Regions from separate parts of the Sus scrofa genome. Here all the other regions are linked to region 2. A link is a contact called in public Hi-C data. All regions are on one chromosome and are shown on one strand. The core of a region is the stretch at or near the end of the contact, and the rest is flanking DNA. Distances in the headings are between cores, read along the strand shown.

The links. Hi-C and Micro-C count contacts between places; a contact is called where the count stands out from the background.
Region 1: a Hi-C map of liver shows a contact between it and region 2, with 2.2 times the contacts expected there. The contact joins the promoter of NFIC here to the promoter of DOHH in region 2. A contact is called at or near these places in 1 of 5 promoter capture datasets (fetal liver), 5 of 47 Hi-C or Micro-C datasets (fetal liver, liver, mesenteric adipose tissue and 2 more) and 1 of 2 datasets of contacts at active chromatin or transcription factors (alveolar macrophages).
Region 3: a contact with region 2 is called in a Hi-C map of fetal liver, with 3 times the contacts expected there. The contact joins the promoter of CACTIN here to the promoter of DOHH in region 2. A contact is called at or near these places in 2 of 5 promoter capture datasets (fetal liver and liver), 14 of 47 Hi-C or Micro-C datasets (embryonic fibroblasts, fetal heart ventricle, fetal liver and 7 more) and 2 of 2 datasets of contacts at active chromatin or transcription factors (alveolar macrophages and skeletal muscle).

Annotation. Positions count from the first base shown.
Region 1 is chr2:75,259,435-75,263,979 of Sscrofa11.1, forward strand. NFIC (nuclear factor 1 C-type) reads right to left here and starts at 3,056. Exons shown (of 10, transcript XM_021084131.1): 1 at 2,843-3,056. The coding sequence starts at 2,845.
Region 2 is chr2:75,163,266-75,167,319 of Sscrofa11.1, forward strand. DOHH (deoxyhypusine hydroxylase) reads left to right here and starts at 1,271. Exons shown (of 5, transcript XM_003123042.4): 1 at 1,271-1,609. It also overlaps a transcript of FZR1 not described here.
Region 3 is chr2:75,047,112-75,051,285 of Sscrofa11.1, forward strand. It overlaps CACTIN (cactin), which reads left to right and starts at 2,139. Exons shown (of 11, transcript XM_021084098.1): 1 at 2,139-2,376. The coding sequence starts at 2,204.

The DNA.
Region 1 (4,545 bases), core at 1,806-4,305, 98 kb after region 2:
CCTCTGACTGTGCAGGGCATCCTGTGTGTTCCATTTTACAGATGAGAAATTGAGCCTCTAGAAGGGGCTGTTAGGGTCCTTGGCCTTGAGAAGTAAAGGTGGGATATAACATTAGGGTGGCAGAGACATACAACACAGAGACACATGAACACACACAACATGCCACCAAGAGACACAAAGACACACAGACATTCAGAAACACACAAATGCTCAGATGTCACACAGACTGCAACAGATACAGATATCCAGACCCAAGGTGACACATGGTCATACAGACTCACACAGAGGGACACACAACCCACACGAGTGCCTGCACAACCCCAAGCACAACACACACACAATCAGCTACAACAATACACTCATACCCGAACACAACTATACCAGCACACTCATGCCAGGCAGAAGTCCTTCCAGTATTTATACACTGCCACACACAACACACACGCACACAGTAACCTACAGCACACCGCATTTCTGCTCTTCCCTTGGGCTGGTCCCCACCAGCTCCTGCCACAACTGGGGTCTTTGCTCCCCAGACCCTGCAAGGACAGGACCTGGCTTGGAGTGGAGGTAGGCAGAGGGTAGGATGGGCTTATCTCTTCTGCTTTCCACAAATGCAGGTGCCTGTCTGTGAGTGTGTGTGTTTGTGTGCCTCTGTGTGTGGCTGTGGGTGCACCTGTTTGTGGGCAGAGTTCTGGACATGTGTGGCTGTGAGGGTGTGTCATGGGAGTGTGCACCAAGTGACAGGAGAGGATGGAGGTGAGTGAGGCGCAGGGCAGAGGGCAGTGCTCCGAATGGGCTGGGGAGCTGTGTGTCTGAGCAAGGGTAGAGGGGAGGGTGAGTGCCAGAGTGGAGGGGACTGAGAGGGTGGGCAAGCTTACCTGAGCTGGGGACCCTGAGTGTTATGTATGCATGGACCCCTGTGTCCATTTGAGACCTATTTTTCTCCCCTTCCCAAACAGCTCCTCAAAAGGGGGTGCATGTTGAAGGTAAAAAGGACTCAGGCCTTGGGGCTTTTATATATAGAAAATTATATAAAGTGCCCTGGGGTGGGGGGTGGGGACCCAGCAGTGATTCCCCTGGAGCAGAGAGTAACAACACGGTGTGTCTGGCCCAGTCTGGGGGTGAACGCTGGGAGGCAGAGCTGGGGGAGCGTCTCCCAGCCCAACAGGGCAAAGGGGGTCTTCTGGGCCACCTCCTGGTCCAGACCGAACCCGCACGTATCGGTAACCACCCATCCATCCCTAGAGACCTCCTCATAGGCGGGGTGTGTGTGGGGGGAGAACCCGCTGCCCCGCCCCCCTCTGGGCCAGGTCCCCGCGCAGGCGCAGCCCCTCACGGGAGACGTCGCCGGCCAAGTGATCGCGTCCCGGCGCCACCTCGCGCCCGAACCTCAAGCTGGGACCACCTGGAGCTGCGCGGCTGGGGCACCCTAAGGCAGGGGGAACAGGAGGAGACCCTGTGGGGAGTGAGTGGAGGAGGCAGAGCTGTGGCAAGGTAGAGGAAGTATTCGTCCGGCACCTTGAAGCCTGGATTAAAGGAAAAATGGAACTGGAGGGGTGGGTGAAGAGTGTAGACCCATCCCCAGGAATAGTCACTCAACGCCAAAGGTACACAGCGACATTAAACTGCCCCCTGAGATGCACCCACACGACACAGATCCCCACTCACTGGCAACCCCCTAACCCCCACATACTCACATGGGGACACCCCCACGGTCACCCAGGGACATCACGTCCCCGGGGAACACACAACCCTGCCACACAACTTCACAACACCGCCCCAAAGGGGACGCATGGCAGAGTCGCCCAGTTACCTCAACACACACACTGTCCCATAGCCGCACAATGCTCTTAACACACGCAACACAACACACACAGCCACGTGGATGCGCAGACACACAGATACATAAAGAAGAAGACCCCACGCCTGGGGACCATGGACATGGATGGGGCCACCCAGCCGCACAGACCCGCGAACGCACTCCCCGGACTACTGTGCCGACTCGTTTGAGAGCGCAGGGGTCTCCAAACGCACCCATCGAGTGCGGATGCCACCAACAACAGCGGACCGGACACCGGAACCCTCAAGAGCAGCTACCGGCGCTGGCGGGCCTGGGGCGCGCCCGGCCTAGACCCCTTGACCCCTCTCGGCTAGGACCCGGCCTGATCAGCGGCAGGGCCGGGGTCGGCCCGGGGGCGGGGCTCAGGCGGCACGAGGGCTAGTCGGGCGGCTGCTCCTGCGCGGCGCTCAGCGCGGCCGCCCGCCCGGCTCCAAGTTCAAGGCGCCCGGCGGCGGCCGCTGCGCGCTCTCCGCCCCTCTCCGCAGCGGCCATTTTCCGCTAGCTGGCGCGCCGCGCTTACCCGGGCCGGGACACCCCGCAGGGGCCGCCGCGACCCCAACCCCTCACGGCCCGGTTCCGCGCCCCCTCCCTGGCCCCGGCTCCCCCGCGGGCTGCGAGCTTGGGGGTCTTGTGCCCTGGGTCGCGCCCTCCCGCCTCCCGCCTGGCCAGGGAGGGGGCGGGGGCCTGGCCTGGGGGGGGACCCTCTCTCGGGAGCCCCGCCCTCCCCACCAACTCCGCGGCGCCCTCGAGGGGCCCCCATTTGGGGTCCCCGGCTGCGACCCGCGCACCAGCTCCGCCCCCAGCCGCTGGCGGGGGGGTTGTGGATCGGCGGGCGGAGGTCCCCGGGCTGCGGGCGGGAAGGGGGGGGGTCCTCACATTGAGCCCCTCCCCTGGGCGGCCCCCGCCCCCTGCCCCCCAGACATCGCAACTTTCGCCCGGAGCCCACGCACCACCCCAAAAACTCCCCGGGCGAAAACGAAAGTGGGGGCGGCGACGTACCATGGCGCTGCTGCGAGGAGGCGAGGCCGGCGCCGGAGCGAGCGCGCTCGGTCCCCGGCGAGGGGGGGCCGGAGGCGGCGGGAGGAGGCGGCGAGGGAGGGCGCGCGGGGGAGGGAGCGAGCGCGCGAGGGAGGGGGCTCGCCGCGCCCGCCCCCCCTCGGCCCAGGACCCTCCCCTCGGCCCGCCCTCCCCCCGGTCCCGCGCACCGCCCGCGCCTCAGGCGGCTCTGCGCCCCGGCCCCGGCTGCGGCGGCTCCCTCTGCGGCTCCATCCTCCGTCCGGCCCTCACCAGGGAAGGCCAGGCGAGCGGTCGTAGCGGCGGGTAGTGGGGCCCGAGTCGGGCTCGCTGCGGAGGGAACGGATCCACCTTCACCGCGCGCGCGCGCGCTCACACACATATACACACACATACACACACACGCACGCAGACGGCTGGGGACACGCGCGGACCGGGCCTCCTCGACTCCGACACCGACACAGAACGCACACCGCCGCGCCTGCATCGTGTTACAGACACACAGCCTACGGGTGTCACCTAGATACCCACGGGGCCCACGCTCACAGCCGATGAGGTTCTCGGACACACACCTCTTGCAGGATGCCACGAACACAGACTCACACTCACAGCTTGTGGGTGTCACCCAGACAGACACACGGGGACCCACATGCTTACAGCCTGCTGGGTGTCACCCAGACACCCACAGCCTCCATGCTGTTGCATACACAGACTCACAGCCTGCAGGGGCACTCAGACACTCACACGGATTGACAATAGTAGAAAGACACTTCAGACCTTGGACGGACCCACAAGCCGACCCCCAGGACCCCTTCCCCTAGGCCATCGCGGCAGCCACCCTTGCCAGTGAGTGCAGGTGTCCCGGATACACAGACACAAACAAGCACAGCGGAGAGACGGGACAGATGGGGATACAGACAGAGACTTGGACACCGAGGGCGACAGACCTGGGGGGGCAGGGGTTCCCTGAGGGTCCCGCAGGGGCTCCAGGCAGGGCAGGGGGCGGGGAGAACGCGCGGCGGCTCGGTAGGTGTATGGGGGGGAGCGGGCGCCCCCTCCCCAAGTCAGGATTAATGGCGAGGCCTCCGCGGGGTGGGGGGGAGGGGTCGGGCCGAGGAGGGTCAGCGCCCCCGCCCCTGCTGCGCGGGCCGCGGGCTGGGAAGCCGTGCCGCAGCGCCCCCCCCCACCCGGCCGAGCGCTTTCCCGCAGTCCCCCCTCCTCCTCCTCCGGCAGCCGCAGAGTAGGCACCGCCCCCTTCTCTCCGCCCCCCGCCCCCCTTCCCGGCTCTGCGTCTGGCGCAACTGGGGGACGACGGGAGGGGGGCTGGCCGGTACCCCATGGGGTGAAGGAGATTCTGTTGCGGTTTTGCTGTCTGGATTCCCCACCCCCCGCCTGCGACCTCACTTCCCTTCAACTGGGGCTCCAGGATTCTGGGACCCCTTTGGGGAAGTGGTTCCCTGCTCCCCCAGGGAGGAGCCAGGGTTTAGGATGAGTGCAGGCGGACCCCGGGAGGGGAATCAGGCCCTGGACCGCCCTTCTGGAGCCACAGCTGACTCTGGGGGCTTCTGAAAGTTAATTCTATGCAATGCTGGCACCCTGGGAAATGTCCCAGGCGAACGATAGTAACAACAGCCCCGCTACATAGTAGGTGATCAGAACGTATGGGCTCCATGGAGCCAGCATCTCAG
Region 2 (4,054 bases), core at 21-2,520:
ACATCCTGATGACACCAGTGGTGGTTCAGACTCTTAATAGGAGCAGTAGAAATGACCGAAGTGCCTGGATGCCAACTCTAAGTCAGAGGTGGAGTTAACAGGACCTTGGATTGATAGGATGGGGAGGCTACTGGCTAATGGTTGGTCTCTCCTTCCTACATGTCAAAAAACTTGTATTATCCTTGGAGTTCCCTTCATGGCTCAGTGGTTAACAAGGCCGACTAGGATCCATGAGGATGTGGGTTCCATCCCTCAGTGGGTTAAGGATCCGGCGTTTCGGTGAGCTGTGGTGTAGGTCACAGACACGGCTCGGATCTGGTGTTGCTGTGGCTGGGGCATAGGCCAGCAGCTACAGTTCGGATTCCACCCCTAGCCTGGGATCTTCCATATGCCACGGGTGGGGCCCTAAAAAGCGAAAAAAAAAAAAAAAAAAAAAACCCCAAAACACACACACAAAACCCCTTGTATTATCCTTAAAAGAACTCTTTCTTTTAAATTCCATACCCATTCCAGCCACAAACTATTTGCTCCACCTTCAAAGTTAACTTAGAATCTGAGTTATTTCTGTTTTCTCGCTTCCACCGTTCCCCTCCTTGTCCGTTATCTACTCACCAGTCTGAATATCCTGTTAACAGTCAGGGCATGCCATTTCCCTGATTACGACACTCCAGTGGCTTCTCATTTTGTCAGAGTAAAGCCAAGTTCTTTAAAACTGCACACCCCATAACACGCACCGCGTTGACTTTTTTCTCTTTAGCCCAGCATGTGCTTTTACTTACTATTGTTTGTTTCCTTCAGACAATCAAATGAGGTTTATGAGGGCAAGGGCTTCAGCCCATCGTCCTCAGCGCCCATTTACAATTTATTAAATGATGAATGAATGAATGGGTCAAGTCCTTTATTAATCCTTCCCTTGGAGTTCCGGTCTTGGCACAGTGGAAACGAATCCGACTAGAAACCATGAGGTTGCGGGCACCCTGGCCTCGTTCGGTGGGTTAAGGATCCGGCATTGCCGTGAGTTGTGGTGTAGGTCGCAGACACTCGGCTCGGATCTGGTCTTGCTGTGGCTCTGGCGTAGGCCGGCAGCAACAGCTCGGATTAGACCCCTGGCCTGGGAACCTCCATATGCCGCGGGTGCGGCCCTCAAAAGACAGAAAAAAAAAATCCTTTCCAATCTCGCTTCCAGCCCAGGGAATCCATTAGTCACGCCCCTGAAACTTGACCACGCCCCGGGGACACTACGCATGCTCTGTCCCTAGCCAGCCCACCTCCGTGCTGAATCGGCACAAACCATTTCTACTCGTCCTACCGAGTGGGTAGGCCGCAGAAAATCTCTCGCAGGGGAAGGATGGAAGTTGCCCTTCCGCTTTCCTGAGGAATGCTCATAGACTCCGACTGACGTATGAGTATGAACTCTGGCACAGGTGATAACTCGCGCTTCCGTAGCTCCTCATTCTGTGGAGCCTCTGACTGGATTTCCACCCCCCCGGTGCTGCGTTGGTGTCGTCCGACCCGGTCACGTGGGTGATAAGATGGCGGCCCCCAGAGCACTCTGTGAGCGTCGAGGTTGGTGAAGAGGTGGTGGCAGCGGCGGGAGCCGGACGGTCTGGTAGGTCTTTCGATCTGGGAGCTCGCTGGAGCGTTCTGGCGGCGGGGAGCACAGGGTGGGGTCCAGGCCTGGCGAGCGGGAAAGAGGAGGGCGCCTCATTTGGAATCCCGGCGCTGTTCGTTGGCTGGTGGGGGAGAGTAAAAAGGCCTCCTCCGACAGGTCCCGGCGAGATCTTTCCCCTTAGTTCTGGAGACCCTATCTCTGAGGATCCATTCGCTGAAGAGTCAAAGTGTGGGGCGGGGGTCCCAGATAGGGCGACTCCTTTCTCGGGGTTCTGGAAAAACCAGCCTGTGAGGGGTCCAGTACTGGGGATCCACGTAAACAGTTCTAGAGACATCCAGATGCTAGGAGACTCTTCCAAAGAGCTTTGAGAAGCCTGTCCTCGCTGGGGGATCCTGCAAGCAGCCCTGAGGTATGCCTTGTCGGAGCGATCCCTCTTTGAGAAAGGTATCTGTCAGAAGTCTTTTTGTTGGGAATTCTTGGTTTAGAGGGGCCAGATTTCGGGGATCCTGAACTCTTCATCCCTTACTAATTCTTCGTGTCTGTCTCTAAGACACACCTTCGCAAGAGTGAGCGGATCCCCAGATTCTGACTTGGCTGAGGGCGGGTCCTCCAACCCCACGCCCACACCCTTGAAAAATGGGCCTGAGGTATGAGTGGCAGGCTTCAAGTGGTTAGGTGTACCTCCTTTGTCCTTCAGAGCACAAAGATGGGTGTTGGACTCCCTGCTGGTATTTTAATACCAGCGCTGGTTTATCAAGTGCATCCTAAGTGCCATCATGGTACTCAGTGCTCTATGAACATAACTTCATTCATAGCAACTCTGTGAGGTTGATGTGCCCGATGTTACAGATGATACAGAGTTATACTGTGTATAAAGCGCTTAGTACCGTGTCTGGCAGACACTGGATGGTCAATTCATTCAAGGGCACTTTTTGAATACCTGCTACCATGGTGACAGACGCTGTGCTAGGTCTTGGGGTCATGGCAAGGAAGAAAATAGTGTGTGTCTCTCCTTTGTGTCTTGAGGGAGGCCCTGCATAAATCAGGAGTCAGGAGTCCTGAGTCCTGTCTGACCTTGATTTGCTGTGTGACTCCAAACAGGTCACAGCTAATCTGTGTAGAACGAGTTCGGGTCTCAGTGGTCCCTAACACCTTGCCAGCTTGCTCACCCCTGGCTTCTGGGGTTTCTGTTGGTCCCTCTTTTCAGAGTTACCTCCTTTGATAGTCACTTATGCTCAGGCAGCCGCACCTCCCTCATTAAACCAGGTCTGCCCTGCTAGCACCACTGGGAGCTACAGCCTGTTGTCAGGTTCATGAAGCATCCTTGTTGGTCTGGAAGATGGAGCGGGGTGGGGGTGGGGTGTGGGGAAATTTCTCCCAGGCTGAGCTGTGTCCTTACATAATTTTTTTTTTTTTTGGCTGAACCCATGGCATACGGGACTTCCCAGGCCGGGGATCAAATACAAGCTGCAGCTGTGACGTAGGCTGAAGCTGCAGCAATGCAGGATCCTTAATGTGCTGTGCCACAGCGGGAGCTCCTGTCCTTTCATCTTAACTCATCTGTTCAACATGGGGTATGTGGTTTAGAGCTTGACTCTGGAGCCCAGCTGCCTGGATTGATAACTCTTCACTCTGTTCCTAAGCAAGTGATTCGGCTCTCTATGCTTGTGTTTTCTCTCCTATTAAAAGGTGGCGATCCCATTGCTTGTCTTAAAGGGTTATGGCAAGGATGAAATGAGTTCAGGAATGTAAAGGGCTCAGAGGAGACGCCTGGCACATCACACGTCCTATGTAAATGTCAGCTGCCGTTATCCTATGACCGTTGTTCTTACTGAGGAACTGTGTGCTGAAAGTAGGGGTGACTAAGAGAGACTCCATCCCTGCTTCATATTCTAGTGAGGGATAAGATGGACCATAAACAGCTAAGCTGAAATATCAAATACAGTATCTTGTGGTGGTAAGTGCTTCAAAGAGCAATAAAGCAGAACAAGACTAGAATCGGAAAGGCTTCCCTAAGGAGCTGGCATTTGCCGTCTCAGGGATGAGCATGGTGGTCTTTGGGGAAGATGTTCCTGGGGAGGAGAACAGCCTGTGCAGAGGTGCCTGGTGTGTTGAAGGAACACTGAGGAGGCCTGTTTGGTCGAGTGAAAGAAGCTAAGAAGAGAGAGGGAGGAGGTGAGAGGGAGGAGGTGATGGGGGCACATTGTGCAGGGCCTTTGAGACAGTTAAGGAGCTTGAGTCAGGACTTTGTGAGGGAGGCACTGGTCCAGTTTATATACTGAAAGGGTTCTCATGTCAGTTACCAATGCTTTGTAAATTACCCCATACTTAGCAGCCTTTAAACAATAGTAAACACTATCTCACAGTTTCTGTGGACTCGGATCTATGCCTGGTTTTGTTGGGTGGTTGTGGCTGTAATCTCTCATGAGGTTGCAGTGCAGA
Region 3 (4,174 bases), core at 889-3,388, 120 kb before region 2:
ATTTGTCCTGCCAGAGTCACTCAAGTTGAGTAATGCACAGACCCATTTTAAGAGGAAACTATTTCTCCCAGACTCCCTATTTGAGAAACTCTGTGCTGGAAGTAATATTCTGTTTATAAGCAAGCTCTTGGAGACCCCGTTTTAATCACAGACTAGAGAGCATGGCTAGTTTATACACTAGACTTGTAGGTGATCTCGATTGTGCTCACTTTTTGTTCACAGATGAGGATTCAGATACTCTCAAGGATGTGTCTGCGTTGTGAAAATCATGTTTGGGACCATCCTGTCACCAGAACAACCCGTATTCCATGACAGGCAGTTATCAGGGGTTCCCTCTGTGCCCTCACCCCTACCTGAATCTCAACAACAAGCAGAGCATACAAAGCTAGCATTTAGTGTTGTGTTAGGGAGTTGTGTTACAAGATGAACGTTTAAAGGAGCTCCTGCTGTGGTGCAAAAGAATTTGCAGCGCCAAGACACAGGTTCAATCCCTGTTCCGGCACAGTGGGATAAACGACCCAGAGTTGCCACAACTGGGGCTTGGATCTGATCCCCAGCCTGGCAACTCCATATGCCTTGGGGTGGCTGAAAAAATTAAAAAAAAAAAAAAAAGATAAACATTGAAAGAGGGCAAAGCTGAACCACCAAGTTCAAATCCCAGCTCTATGCTGTCTCATTGGGCACAGAGGTATTAGAATAACATTCCTGGAGTTCCCATCGTGGTGCAGTGGTTAACGAATCTGACTAGGAACCACGAGGTTGTGGGTTCGATCCCTGGCCTTGCTCAGTGGGTTGAGGATCTGGTGTTGCCGCGAGCTGTGGTGTAGTTCACAGACGTGGCTCAGATCCCGCATTGCCGTGGCTCTGGCATAGGCCGGTGGCTATGGCTCTGATTAGACCCATAGCCTGGGAATCTCCATATGCCACCGGAGCGGCCCTAGAAAAGGCAAAAAGACAAAAAATGACATTCCTTCTCTGGTCCTCACTTTCCCCATCTACAAAATGGGTTGATGGGGAATTTAGGTTTTTTTTTTAAGCTTTGACTCCACAACCTTGTAGATCAACTATATTTCTTTCTTTTGTCTTTTTAGGGTCACACCCGTGGCATGTGGAAGTTCCCAGGCTAGAGATTGAATTGGAGCTGCAGGCGCCAGCCTACACCATAGCCACAAAAATGCCAGAGCAGAGCTACCTCTTTGATCTATACCACAGCTCACAGCAATGCTGGGTCCTTAGCGGGGCCAGGGATTGACAAACTTTCGTCCTCATGGATACTAGTCGGGTTCTTTACCAGTGATCCATAATGGGAACTCCCTCAAATATATTTCAATAAAACTTAAAAAAAAAAAAAGCAAGAGTTCCTTTCGTGGCTCAGCAGTTAACGAACCTGACAAGGATCCATGAGGATGCAGGTTCGATCCCTGGCCTCTATTAGTGTGTTAAGGATCCAGCATTGCCCTGAGCTGTGGTGTAGGCTGCAGACGCGGCTTGGATCCTTCGTTGCTATGGCTGTGGTGTAGGCCGGCCCCTGTAGCTCTGATTGGACCCCTAGCCTGGGAACTTCCATATGCCGCGGGTGTGGACCTAAAAAGCCAAAAAGAAAAAAAAAAAAAGCTTAACCCCTGAAACACAGTAAGTATTCATTGGCGGGTGGTAGAGCATGATGATGACTCTCACAGAGGGTCAATCCAGCCTCTAGTGCTTTTCGGTCCCCATCCCAGCTCCTTGAGCTATCTGGACGAGAAACTCCCCGGACACGCCTCCCTTGGCCACGCCTTCTATTGACCCCGCCTCCTAGGCTTCACCCACGCTGGCCCCACTTCCTCTCTGGACGGGCTTCTTCTTGGTCCCGCCTCATCAGGCTCCGCCCCACTCGCAGTTCCTGATTCGCTCTTGCTCAGCCCACAGATGCAGGTTCCCTGAGGCGCGAGGACCCACCTGAGCCTGCCCTTAGTACTGCCTTAAGAGCGAGTCCCCCATCCCTGGCGGCGACAGTCCGGCAGAAGTCCGTCACAGAGGACCCACTTAAGGACAGTTTGGAGGTTACGGGGCTCCAGAGTCCCCGCGGTATGGGGCTGCGGGATGGGTTCCTATCTTCCTGTTCAGGCGCGGACGGGGCAGCGAGGCACGCGCCGCGAGGGAGGAAGGCCCCCGGCGCAGGCCCCGGATATTTGTGTCAGCGCCGCCGGTACCGTCCCAGCCGATGGGTCGGGACACACGCTCGCGTTCGCGGTCCGCTGGTCGCAGGAACCGGAGACAGCGGAGTAGGAGCGGAAGTCGGAGCCGAAGTCGGAGTGGGAGCCATGGGCGGAGAAGCCGACGGCGCCGGGACGACGAGGGGCGGCGCAGGCGGAGGCGGAGGAGCCGGGATCGCAGGTAGGGTAGCTGTGTGAGCCGCGCTGGTGGGTCCGGCTCCAGCCCTCGGGGAGTTGGGAGGCTCCGAGTTAGGGAAGACTTCTTGAAGAAGGGGACGTCTGAGCACGTCGGAATTAACTAGACAGCGACAAGAAAGTGAAAAGCATTCCAAGCAAGGCACCTGGTAGCTGGAGGTACAGCAAGAAGAGCAGTGAGCGGGGCGGAGCGGAGTAGATGAGTTTGGAGAGAAAGTAGGAGACCAGATCGTGCAGTCGTGCGTACCGTGGTAAAGGGTTTGACTGTTATCTGGAGGGCTGTGGAGGATTTTGAACCAGGGAGTGATGTGATCTGGATTACCTTGCAGAACTCCCGCTTGCTTTCGCGTGGAGAAGGGACTGAGTGGGTACGCAAGAGTGACACCAGGGAGGAAAAAAATAGTACAGCTGTCCAGGCAACAGATGATGATGGCTTTCGGGAGAGGTAGGCTGTAATGAGGTACACTGGGAAAAGTAGCTCAATTTGAGAGGGATTTCAGAAGGAGAAGTGACAACCCTTGCTAATGGAGGTAGGCTGTGAGAGGGGAGAATTGTTGATGATGGTGGCAGAAGTCAGTTAATTCCCCAGACTTGGTGCTTAGCTTCCCTTCAGCCCATGGTCCTTTTCTTTTGGAGATGAAACACCTGGATTGAGTTGAGTCTGCTTCAACACAAAGAAATCAGCACCATGATAGGGACTGACTCTCAGACCTGTGTCCCAGTGCTGGCTCAGCCCATAACTGGCTCTGACACTCAGGCCAATCCCTGCCCCACTACGGTCCATGTTTCCTCATCTCTGTCCCCAAGACCTAAATGGGGCTTCTCCATCCATATGCACTGTCTCCTATTACTCCAGCCTGTTCTTCACACATAACCAGACTGGCACTAGTCAGACATAGCTGATCACCCTCTAGGTTTGAGATCTGGCTTTTCCTTTTGAGTCTCATAGGGTTATTCCCATCCAGGAATTCTAGGAAGAAAGAAGGTAGCAGAAATAGTAAAGAGATGGTTTAAACCAGGGTTTAGGAGTCCCAGTGCAGCAGGTTGAGAATCCGACTGCAGGGAATTCCTGTTGTGGCACAGCGGAAGCGAATCCAGCTGGTATCCATGAGGATGCAGTTTTGATCCCTGGCCTTGCTCAGTGGGTCAGGGATCAGCGTTGCCGTGAGCTGTGGTGTAGGCCAGCAGCTGTAGCTCCAATTCCACCCCAAGCCTGGGAACTTTCATATGCTGCAGGTGCAGCCCTCAAAAGACAAAAGCTGAAAAAAAAAAAAAAAAGAATCCAACTTCAGCGGGTCTGGTGCCTGCAGAGATGCAGATTTGATCCCTGGCCCTGTGCAGTGGGTTAAAGGATCCGCCATTGCCACAGCTGTGGTGTAGGTTGTACACCACAGACCCAGAAAAACAAAAAACTAGGCTTAGCAAACTACAGTCTGTGGACCAATAATAGTTTTTACATGTTTAAATGATGAGGGGGAAAAAAATCAAGAGTAATATTTCATGATACGTAAAAATTAGATGAAATTCAAATTTTGAAGAGTTCCTGTCATCGCTCAGCGGTGACGAATCCAACTAGTATCCATGAGGATGCGGGTTCAATCCCTGGCTTTGCTCAGTTGGTTAAGGATCCAGCATTGCCTTGTGAGCTGTGGTGTAGGTCCCAGATGTGGCTCCGATCCAGCATAGCTATGGCTGTGGCATAGGCCAGCAGCTGTTGCTCCAGTTAGACCCCTAGTCTGGGAACTTCCATATGCCATGGGTGTGGCACTAAAAAGCAAAAAAAA